Regions from separate parts of the Sus scrofa genome. Here region 2 is linked to region 1. The links are chromatin contacts, called in public HiChIP or PLAC-seq maps. All regions are on one chromosome and are shown on one strand. Each heading gives the region's core, a stretch centred on a gene start, on an enhancer-like site or on the middle of the called end of the contact. The rest is flanking DNA. Distances are from core to core; before and after follow the strand shown. Region 1 holds the start of REEP2 (receptor expression-enhancing protein 2). Region 2 overlaps ETF1 (eukaryotic peptide chain release factor subunit 1).

What was found. HiChIP or PLAC-seq counts read pairs in DNA pulled down with a chosen protein or histone mark.
Region 2: a contact with region 1 is called in an H3K27ac HiChIP or PLAC-seq map of alveolar macrophages, with 7 times the contacts expected there. The contact joins the enhancer-like site here to the promoter of REEP2 in region 1. A contact is called at or near these places in 35 of 47 Hi-C or Micro-C datasets (adipocytes, adipose tissue, alveolar macrophages and 17 more) and 2 of 2 datasets of contacts at active chromatin or transcription factors (alveolar macrophages and skeletal muscle).

The regions. Positions count from the first base shown.
Region 1 is chr2:140,418,511-140,423,368 of Sscrofa11.1, forward strand. It overlaps REEP2 (receptor expression-enhancing protein 2), which reads left to right and starts at 1,912. Exons shown (of 8, transcript XM_013995145.2): 1 at 1,912-2,182; 2 at 4,028-4,100; 3 at 4,384-4,460. The coding sequence starts at 2,151. KDM3B (lysine-specific demethylase 3B) reads left to right here. Exons shown (of 26, transcript XM_003480917.4): 26 at 1-46.
Region 2 is chr2:140,471,939-140,476,796 of Sscrofa11.1, forward strand. It overlaps ETF1 (eukaryotic peptide chain release factor subunit 1), which reads right to left. Exons shown (of 11, transcript XM_003123975.6): 7 at 4,636-4,765; 8 at 3,960-4,115; 9 at 3,456-3,520; 10 at 2,563-2,710; 11 at 1-2,294. The coding sequence ends at 2,212. The region is part of intron 2 of LOC106509575 (a long non-coding RNA gene); the gene reads left to right. Among named protein-coding and RNA genes, the nearest start is that of ETF1, 30 kb to the right of the region's middle. Within about 2 kb of position 2,868, at least 1 of the 83 cell types and tissues checked has an H3K27ac peak or open chromatin away from gene starts, as enhancers often do. A contact at or near this core is called in alveolar macrophages, where this site is marked.

The DNA.
Region 1 (4,858 bases), core at 662-3,161:
GGCTGATTGGGATTTCCATGTTCTTATTAAAAATCTAACAAATCTGTTTGTAGTGGACTAAATTCTTCCTGTGCCAGCCATTCTAAAAAGCAGGGCCACAGAGTTCCCAGGTGGCTCAACGGGTTAAGGATCCGATGTTGTCACTGCTGTGGCTCTAGTTACGGCTGTGGTGCAGTTTGGATCCCTGGCCTGGGAACTTCCACGTGTCTTGGGCGTGGCCAAAAAAAATTAAAAATTAATAATAAATAAAAATGAAAAGCAGGGCCAGGTTAAGGAGAGGATTGGAGGTGGAGGATGGTTCATTTACATATCATCACTACATTGCTGCATCCAATTATTACACTTTGCTTCCTGGATCTGTGCCCAGTTGGGAAAGGGAAGTGCCAGGTCATTGTGGTGTGAGGGCTTGGGGATGAGGGGATGATGCTGCGTAAGTTAGAGGATAGGAGCAAAGATAGGCTTCCCATTGGTTTTGCTCTGTGGGAACTGTGGGTTCCTCCCTTCCTGGAGCAGTCTGGGGAAATGGCCTTAGGGAATGGCTTGTGCAAAGCTTTGGGCAGTTGTGGCAGGGCTCCTCAAAGCAAGAGGCCTCCTTGCCCACCTGTGAATCATGTGGCCCTAGATCCACCTCAGGGTTGGTAGAAGAAGGCCCAGAGAGGATTTATTCTTGTTTATCAAGCAGCAATTCAAGTGGCCTAAGGGGTGAGGACAGGCTACGTTCCAATTAGAGAAGGCCTTTTGAAGAGGAAGCTGTAAAGAATAGCAAGAAGGGTCACCAGAGGCTGCTCCTCTGGATCCTGTTGGAAAAAAACATCTTCCAAAATGTTTAGAGCCTGGAAATACAATTATCAGGGTGGAAATAGACCATTGTGTGGTTCAAGGATACTGAGTTTGAATAAGGCCATAAGTGAAATAGAGTTCTGAGCGTGTCCTTTCAGCCAGGATGGGCACGGGTTATTCTGTGATCATCAGAGGATTACACCTTGACATAAAGAATGCAGAAGCTTTGAAATGCGGACAGGAAAAAAAAGCAGCGGGGGAAGGGGGGTTACAGAGGTTGCTGGAGCTTTGTTGCTTTGGTGAAAATCAGGAGGCAGGCTAGCCTACATTCTGGATATAAATGTATTCAGAATTAGGCCATCCACTGGCACCGGTTCTTGCTGATGGGGGTGGAACTGGAGCCCCTGGATTCACACCTACCTAGACCCTAGGCCTCTCTCCCAGCCTCTCTTTACTAAGAGGGTGATTCCCTTGTCCCAGGGTATCCACCTCGAGAGCAAAAGGTTTGTTCCCCTACAAAGCTTAGGAACTGACAACCTAAAAGAAATCACACTGGGGACTGTGTCAGGTCTTCCTACAACTGGAGTGACTGGTGATGGCGGGGTGGACAGATGCCCCTATACCTTTGACTTCAGGAATTCCTGGGTGGGTGTCTTGATGGCCTGCGGTGGGGGAGGAGGGTTTGCTAGTCAGCAGCTGGGAGAAGTAGCCTGTTTCGTGGACTTCTGGAGTTCCTACCTTAACAGCATGACTTAGTGGTTTTGTGATCCCCAGCAAATTCTTGAACCTCCCTATGCTTCCCATTGTCTTATCTTCAAAATGAGGATAATTACAACCTCTGCCTTATAGGATAGTCACATAAATAACGCACTTGAAGATCTTAGCACACAGGCCCTGGCACACAGTAAGCACTAAGCCATAGCTGTTATTCCCCGTGGGATGTTTAAGTCCTTTAGCCTGATATGGGTAGGACAGGAGGAGGGTCAGGATGTCAGGATGGAAGTCTGAAGGCCTCCGAACACCTGAACCCTGGGCTTGGAACCCAAGCAAGGTGAACAAGTGATTAGAGGAAGGCAGGGCGCTGAGGGTCAAAGGCGCATGCCCGGCCACAGCAGGTGCAGGGGGGCGCGCCGCCGCCGCCGCGCGGCCGCGGCCTCCCCTTTAAGAGCCGCCGCCGCCGCCCACGGCCCGCCGCTGCGGCAGGGACCTCCCCTTTAACGGCGGCGGCTCGGCGCTCCGCGGCCCCCGCGGCGGCTGCTGCTGCGGGTGCTGCTGCTACTGCGGCTCCTGCTGCCGCCGCCGCTGGGCCTCCGGCAGCTACATCCTTGGCCGGGGCCGGGTCCGCGCCCCGCGCCCCGCGCGGCCCCGCCATGGTGTCCTGGATCATCTCTCGCCTGGTGGTGTGAGTGCGGCTGCGGGGGTGGCGGTGGCGGTGGCGGGGCGCGGCCGTTTGGAGGGGGGATGGGGCGGTAAGGATGGGGGTTGAGGGATATTGAAGCCCGGAGAGGACCTCTCTGTGGCTTCACACAGCAGACTCACCTAAAGGCACATCGTCCCTATTTGGGGTCCTCGAGACATGACGGTGTAGGACCCAGGACCGGAGGGGGAAAATGTTAGAGGAGCATGGCAGGCCTGGCTTCCCACCCCTTTTATTTTTAATTTTCCTGCTCCTTCATCCTCCCTCATCCCGGGAGCTGGGCGGCACGGCTTGATTGACGAGGGGAGATGGTATGTCCGCTTCCCCACGTAGCAGATCTGGGCTGGACGAGCTCCTCAGACCTGGGCTCCCATCTCCCTGGGGGAGAGGGCTACCGGAGGAGCGGGGAGCGAGGCAGGGCGTCCTCATTCCATAGCGTAGGGCCATGGCAGCCCTGGCTCCTCCAAAGGGCCTGGTTTCCCCTCCTTCTTCCACTGACTGTCAGGAGACTGAGTGAGGGCACAGGGAGGCCCCCAGGGCGGCCGGGCTCTGGAAAGCAGAGATGGTTGGAGGACAAAGTGTGGGAGGCACCTGGGAGAGGATGTGTGTGCTCAGCCTGGGGTTGTGAAAGCTGCGGAGGGAGGCTGTTAGGTGGCCTTCATTCCAGGCTGCCAGCTATGTCCCCACCACCTCCCCCAGGCTCCAGGAGGGAACCTTGCTCCCACAACGCAGGCTTTGTCCTTGAGGATTCCGCCCGCCACCCCATCTCCACGGGCCATTTCGGATGTATCCTGCCTCAGTGAGGCAAGTCTGTGTGGGAACAGGCAGTACCCACACATTGTCAAGGGGCTGGGCGGCCAGGGGCTCCACGTGGGCCTCAGGCAACCCCTGCCTCAGCTCATGACCCTGCCCCCCAGCCTCTACCATGAGGGCCTGCCGGCCCAGAATCCCCTCCCTGCTGTCACCTTCTCATTCAGTGCTGTCATGTGCTTGTGTTCTGGCTTCCCTAGACCCACCAGAGTCTCCCTCCTGCCTCTCCCGGATCCCACCCTAGAGGGAAGGCAGGGCCCTCAGACCTCCATGTGGCCTTCGGAGTGGCTGCTTCTCTTCTGTCTGAATGAGTGCCCCAAGGGGCATCAGTCCTCTCCCTCCCTCACTTGGTCCTGTGTGGTCTCTGAGGGAATCACCAGCAGATGCCACTCTAGCCAGGACCTCTAGCCCAGCGCACTCCCCCGAGCCTATTCCCAAAAGTATTTCCATGGGGGAGTAAATCTCTGCCTCTCTCAGGGCCTCCTGCCCCTGTGCCCTCTGCTCCCCGGGTCCCCAGGGAAGCAGGCTACAGTGGCACCTTTGCCCGCCAGGTGGAGCGCCCTGTTAGGTGCTGTCAGCTTCCCTTGCAGCCCTGGCCCTTCTCAGCTTGGCTCTGAGGCAGGGAGGTGGAGGGTAAGGGCAGCTAGGTGTCAGTGGGTGTGGTGCCTGGAGAAGGAAGACACTCCGTGGCAGTGAGCCCACCCCACTCCCTGTGATGTGTGGATCAGGGCTGCAGCGGCCTCAGAGGGCCCTCTGGCCTCTGGGCCTTTCTGTTGGACAAAACCTGAATAACAAAGGGGTATGAGGCATCACGCTGGCACCGGCTGGGGCCTCTGGTTGCGGATCACCTCAGGCTTTACTCTGACCTTAAGCCCTGACCTGAGTTCAGGGATCCAGCTGGTGTGGCACTTGGGAGTGCTGTCCCTCCTCCCCTTCCCTCCCCAGAGACTGATGCAGAGCTGGGAGGGAGAGGCCACTGCCCTTGGCCAAGGGGCCCAGTAACCATGCCTGCCTCCCTAGGCTCATCTTTGGCACCCTGTACCCCGCCTATTCTTCCTACAAGGCCGTGAAGACGAAAAACGTGAAGGAATATGTGAGTGTCTGACCTTTCATCCCGCCCTCGACCCACACGGCGGGAGGGGGAGGACCGTGGGCCACATGACAGATAGGGATGACTGTGCACTGATGTGGTCAGCACTCCTGAGACCTGGGTCAGGGGAGCCCCTGTGTGTTCCTTTCCCCCAGCCCCGGCGCGGTGCACAGGCACAGCTGAGGTCCTGAGTGCCCCCCACAGCACCTCCAGCATGGCTGGCAGGCGGAGGTGGAGTCTGGGTGTCCCCGCCGGCACCCCGCTAACACACCCTCTGTACCTGCAGGTGAAGTGGATGATGTACTGGATCGTCTTTGCCTTCTTCACCACGGCTGAGACCCTCACAGATATCGTGCTCTCTTGGTGAGGTCCAGCATCCCCTCCCTGCCTCTCAAGAGCCAGGGTCCCTGCATTTTCTATACCGCCAACCAAACCGAAGCCCGAGCCCCAGGGTGGACTCCCTCAAGGTTGAATCCCCCGACAGTTCCATGGGCCCTGGCACAACAAAGGGGTGTAGCCCATTCCCCTAGCCGGCTGGGGCCTCCGTGCTTGTGGATCACCTCCGGCTTGACTGCGTTGACCCCCAGCCTCCATCCAGTCCTATCTGGATCAGCAGAATGAGAGCAGGCATAACCCTCCCATTTCTTTCTGGCGGTAGCCAAAGAACCACAGGAGAATTCAGGAAACCTGCTTCTGCCAGACTTACCGTGACCTGGGGCAGTTCAGTTTTCTAGGCCTTAGTTTCCCTATTTGGAAAATAG
Region 2 (4,858 bases), core at 1,618-4,117, 54 kb after region 1:
AATATGGTTTAATACTCTTCTCCATTTCTGTACATCACAACACCAAGATTTCGCTGCTTAGGATCTCTCTGTAGAGGCTATAGAGAATGCAAAGGCTACGGTTTCCACCCCCTCTTATGTGTATGTGTAAGTGTAATACATATCAGTATATATTGATACACACATCAATATATAATGCAATATATATCACCGAAGAGAACACATTGATTAAAGAAATACAAAAATTTGGCATCATTTCCAAACTTAAATAGTAAAAATAAAAACTACAAAAGGAGCTGCATACCCTAAATGTATCATGTGAAACAACAAGCATATTCAAAAATGTAAATTTACATCCAATTTCTCTGGTCTTGTCATATCACATCAGACCCATTTACAATGGCAAAACCCTAAGGTACTGCTGTGAAGAGAGCATGTTTGCTGGCTCTTGGGTGTTCTGCAAACAAACAGCAGAGCCCAAAGCAAAAGCCTGTTCCGGTGAAGTCTCCCACGTTGGTGAATACCAAAGAATCGACTCTTCTCACTGGGGGTTGAGACATCAGATTATACATTGACAAGACAGTCATTTGGACCTCAGAGTACAGTGTGAGAACCAGAAGCTTTACATTTAAGACATAACTCCCTTCATTCAAGTGAAACAGGATTATTGGAACGATAGGCAGGTCTGCAACCTGGGAACAAGGAGCTGGTTCAGACCAATAAAGCTACGAGTGACTGAGTCAAGTCAGTGAAGAACAGCAGTCAGGCACTAAAGTGTTATAAGTACCCAATTTGAAAAGCAAGTGCACCCCACTACCCTAGCAGTGTTGAGGGTAATACCAATTGACTTTTAAAAACCTTTGGTCCTTCAAAGTCCATTTGGTATACTTTTTTTCCCATTGCTACCACTGGGCACATTCTATACACCTTGTTCACTGTCACCACCCCAGGCACGCCGTGACCTTGCATGTCAGCTGGGGTCAAGTCCGATTTACAGCCCAGCTGTGAAGCCTCAGCTTCAGGTTTTCAGGCCCACTTTTGAATCCAACATGGTTAAGTCCTTGGTGCCAGAAGCTCTGTCCCATCCCTTCCCGCCCCTGCCCTTCCCACCCCCCTCCCATAACTTCTATGAGAGGTGCTTGTAAGTCCCATATTTGAAACAGATGCTCCAACCCCACCAGGAGGTCAGGGGCTTATAATTACATGCAGTTATACATGTCTGTTGTTCCTGTGAAAAACCTTGCAGTTCATTTTTAAAAAATCAACACATTCACATAATCTCATGCCATCCAACACAAGGAAAACACGACCACCTCCCTTTTGCCAAGGACAGACCCAAGCAAAATAAAATATTCTTTAAATTTCTTTGCTTCCACTTAAATTGCATGTTTTATTTCTCCCAATCCCAGCAATAGCACAGAAGCCCCATCATATCCATCCCAAACTGTTTTTAGTAGGCAAGACTATGCGAACCCTTGTCAAAGCAATTGATGTTAAGGGCTCCCAAACCCCGGGCGCGAATGCGCCAGCAAAACAGATTGAAAGTAACAGCACTGGCCCAAATGCTTCATGTGTCAGTTTGTCTTTGCAATGCAATCTGCATCCTTGAAAGTGACGGTCTGGAGGGGGAGGGTAGTGTGAGGGAGTGAAGTTGAATCTGTCTCCTATTAGCTCACCCTTTCAACATTAAACAGAGACCGAGAGAGAAATGGTTCCAACATTTCACCACATATATTTCTTCTTATGCAGTCTAAGCTGAGAATGCCATGTAAATGGGTCACTGCGAAATGCAGCAATTTAATTTTTCTCCAATCAAAATAAGAAACAAACCAGTATGATCTCATTTCTATTAACTTTTGAAGGTTTACAGCAGTTAAAGTATTTTTGCTTCTATGTATGAAGGTTAAAAAAATCATTTTTTTTTTTCATAAAATACAAGAGCAACCAATTTCACCATCGAGTAAAAGTAAAAACTGGGATTCTTTTTAAATTAGTCCAAAGTGGCATTTAGGAACTTAGTTGTAGGCTGCTGCGCTGACACCATGACAAACCAAAGTGTAGGGTTGGGTCTGGTTTTGTTTCGGTTTTCTTTTCAATATCCAATGCTCATGGATTAAGTTCCGGAAGTGTTCCAATTGTAAGGCAGGGATCTGTTTGGATTCCACCACGGGTATGCTCCTTGGGTTGGATGCTGGAGGGTGAGGCACGTTTTGCCGGACCCATGTCGACTACCTAGTAGTCATCAAGGTCAAAAAATTCATCATCTCCTCCTTGGTATTCCATTCCCTGGAAATCTACTCGGTACCGCAAGATACCTGGAGGAAAGAAAAAAAAGGAGTAAATACGTGTGGTTCACAGAACCGAGGTGGGGGGAACAGTTCGCTCTAATTTAAAGGGAAGCCCAATCCACTTGCAGAATTATAGAAAGCAAAGAGGTGATGATAAAAACGGTCCCAACCAAGGAACCTGTGGCTACATGCTGCCTCAATGGATGAGCATACCCCACCTGAAGTAATTTTGGGATAGCTAGGAAAGACTGTGGCCTAAGACCTTAATTTTTAGTTTTCTGATTTTGCTACTCACCTCCAATTCCACCAAATCCTTTCACAAATTGGGATCCTTCTTGTGACTTATCTGTGACAATTTCCAACGTAGCTCCAAATTTTTTATAATTGTTAGCAAACCATTCCAGCAGGGGCATGCTCTCAATCAGCTCATGTTCTTGTCCTGTCTGCAGGGGCAGCCAGGAGACACATAAACAGGATTAGGATGTATCAAAACAGGGGCACGTGCTCCCCTGCCTGCCAACATTCTCCTTCCTCTCATTCTATGTATGTGTGTAAAGCTGTAAATGAATTCTCGTTTGTGGTGACGTGATTGCAACAGCACAGAAATTCTGATTACTTCAAACAACATTTTCCCCCAGGCTCTAGCTTCAGTAATGAAATGTTAACACACACTTAGCAGTTTTGCAACTTAGGGTTCCTCCTGCTGTCTCTAGAAGTCAGGCTGTTGCAAAGTGTCTCTAGGCAGCACTCATTCAACAGCCAAGAGATATACCAGCACTGCTTTTTAGAGCAGCCTTATAAAAAGCCAAAGTCCCTCAACTTAGGATATGAAGAAGCTACCAATTACAAGAATGTGTGTTGAGCAGGTGACACTTTGAGCTGTGGTGATACATTTAGGCCAAATCTGCAAAAGCTGCTTCAGCAGAAGAACTGGTAAAGTACATGGAGTGAAGGAGAGGCATTATTTAAATAAATCTTCCTCTCTACCATAAACTATGACCTGGCCTCCTTCCTTGGAATCAGATCCGTACGTGGCAGATAAGAGCTGACCACCTCCCAGTACTCCCACTGCCGACAAGTATGAAGTTTGGTTTCCCAAGGCTGATACTGCTCTATGCCGCCAGGGCTCTAACACATGGATTTATGTCTCCTTGCATCCACTGCCAAACAAAATCAACAATGACATACCTCTTTGTCTGTAAAATGAGATTTATCCTTCTCTTGTTCTGGAGTTAGATAGAGAATTTTCTCCTCTGCAGTATTAGGGGAAAAAAATGTGTTAACCTGGTTCTCATATACTAACAAGTTTAAGTCCTATGAGATGAGTTAGGTTAGATGAAAGGGCTCCTGAACTCATTCTATCAACTTTCTTTTCATAAGCACATTAGTCAGCATGCAGTGACTGAATAATGTCTATCAGGCACACCACTCCTATCACAAAGAAATACTAAAAACATTTAGTATACATATAGCCTTTGTCCTCAAAAAATTTAACAATCTCAAGCAAATGTTTATCAGTCCAATCAGAAAAATCTATGAAGGAATGGGATACAAAATGAAAGAGTGGGAACAAGATCTAGATCTGCCTTTTGATTGCTCCTGAAATTAGCCATCTTTCCCAAATCTCCACCTCAGGCTTCTTGAATATACAGCCCAGTAACAAGCAGTGTTCTTATTTTCTAATTCTCATACCTTCTGTGCCTTGGCAATGAAGAACATATCTCATTATATCCAGGTTTTCATAGACTATTAGAATCTCTACAGCTCCCATTTCTAAAGCCTTTAGTGTATCTTCAACTCCAAAACAGTACTTGCCCGTGTCTTGGCTGATTTCATCGAAGTATCGCCCTGTGGTTAGGGACAGGTCAGTGAGAACACACATTCAAGCTTCTTTTATAGGTATAGACCCTCTTCCTTAAAGTCAGAAAAAATTCAACTTAAAAATAAGTGCCAAAAGTCAGTGCAAAATCATACCACTAGTTGAGCCTTCGGAAATTGAGACAAGAGGTATAGCTGGGCCAAATAGATAATCATTTGGAAATGTGTGTGTGTGTGTCAAATTGGAAACAAAGCCAAACAATGACTCCATTACTCTTTAAGTTGAGCTCTCTATTCATCCCTCTATTACAAAGGATAATTAATATGGAAAATAAGACTGAAGTTTGGTTCCTATTGTCTAAAGGTAAAAACAGAAAAACACATTTATTAGACCTAACAACTAAAAACAATGATTCCACTGAGAAGGATTTTAACAAAAATGCTAAAGCTTCCTTTTACCTTCCCAGTGTCTTATTTCATACGTATAATCATATACAGACATATACATACAAAAACTTTTCAAAGTAAATAAGTTGCATTTCACTGATACCTATTAATTTCTTCTCTTGAATGAACTTCACGTTGGAGAGGACTTCAGTAGATAACTCAATAGCTTGGTTGAATCCGTTTTCACCACCATAGGATATATCAACTAATTTTAAAACTTTTGATTGCAACCTCTGATACAATTGGAAAAAAAGGGTGCATCATTAATACTTCAAAACGTCCTTACCAAGACCCATTACTTCTTAATGGCATGCAAAACTAGCAAC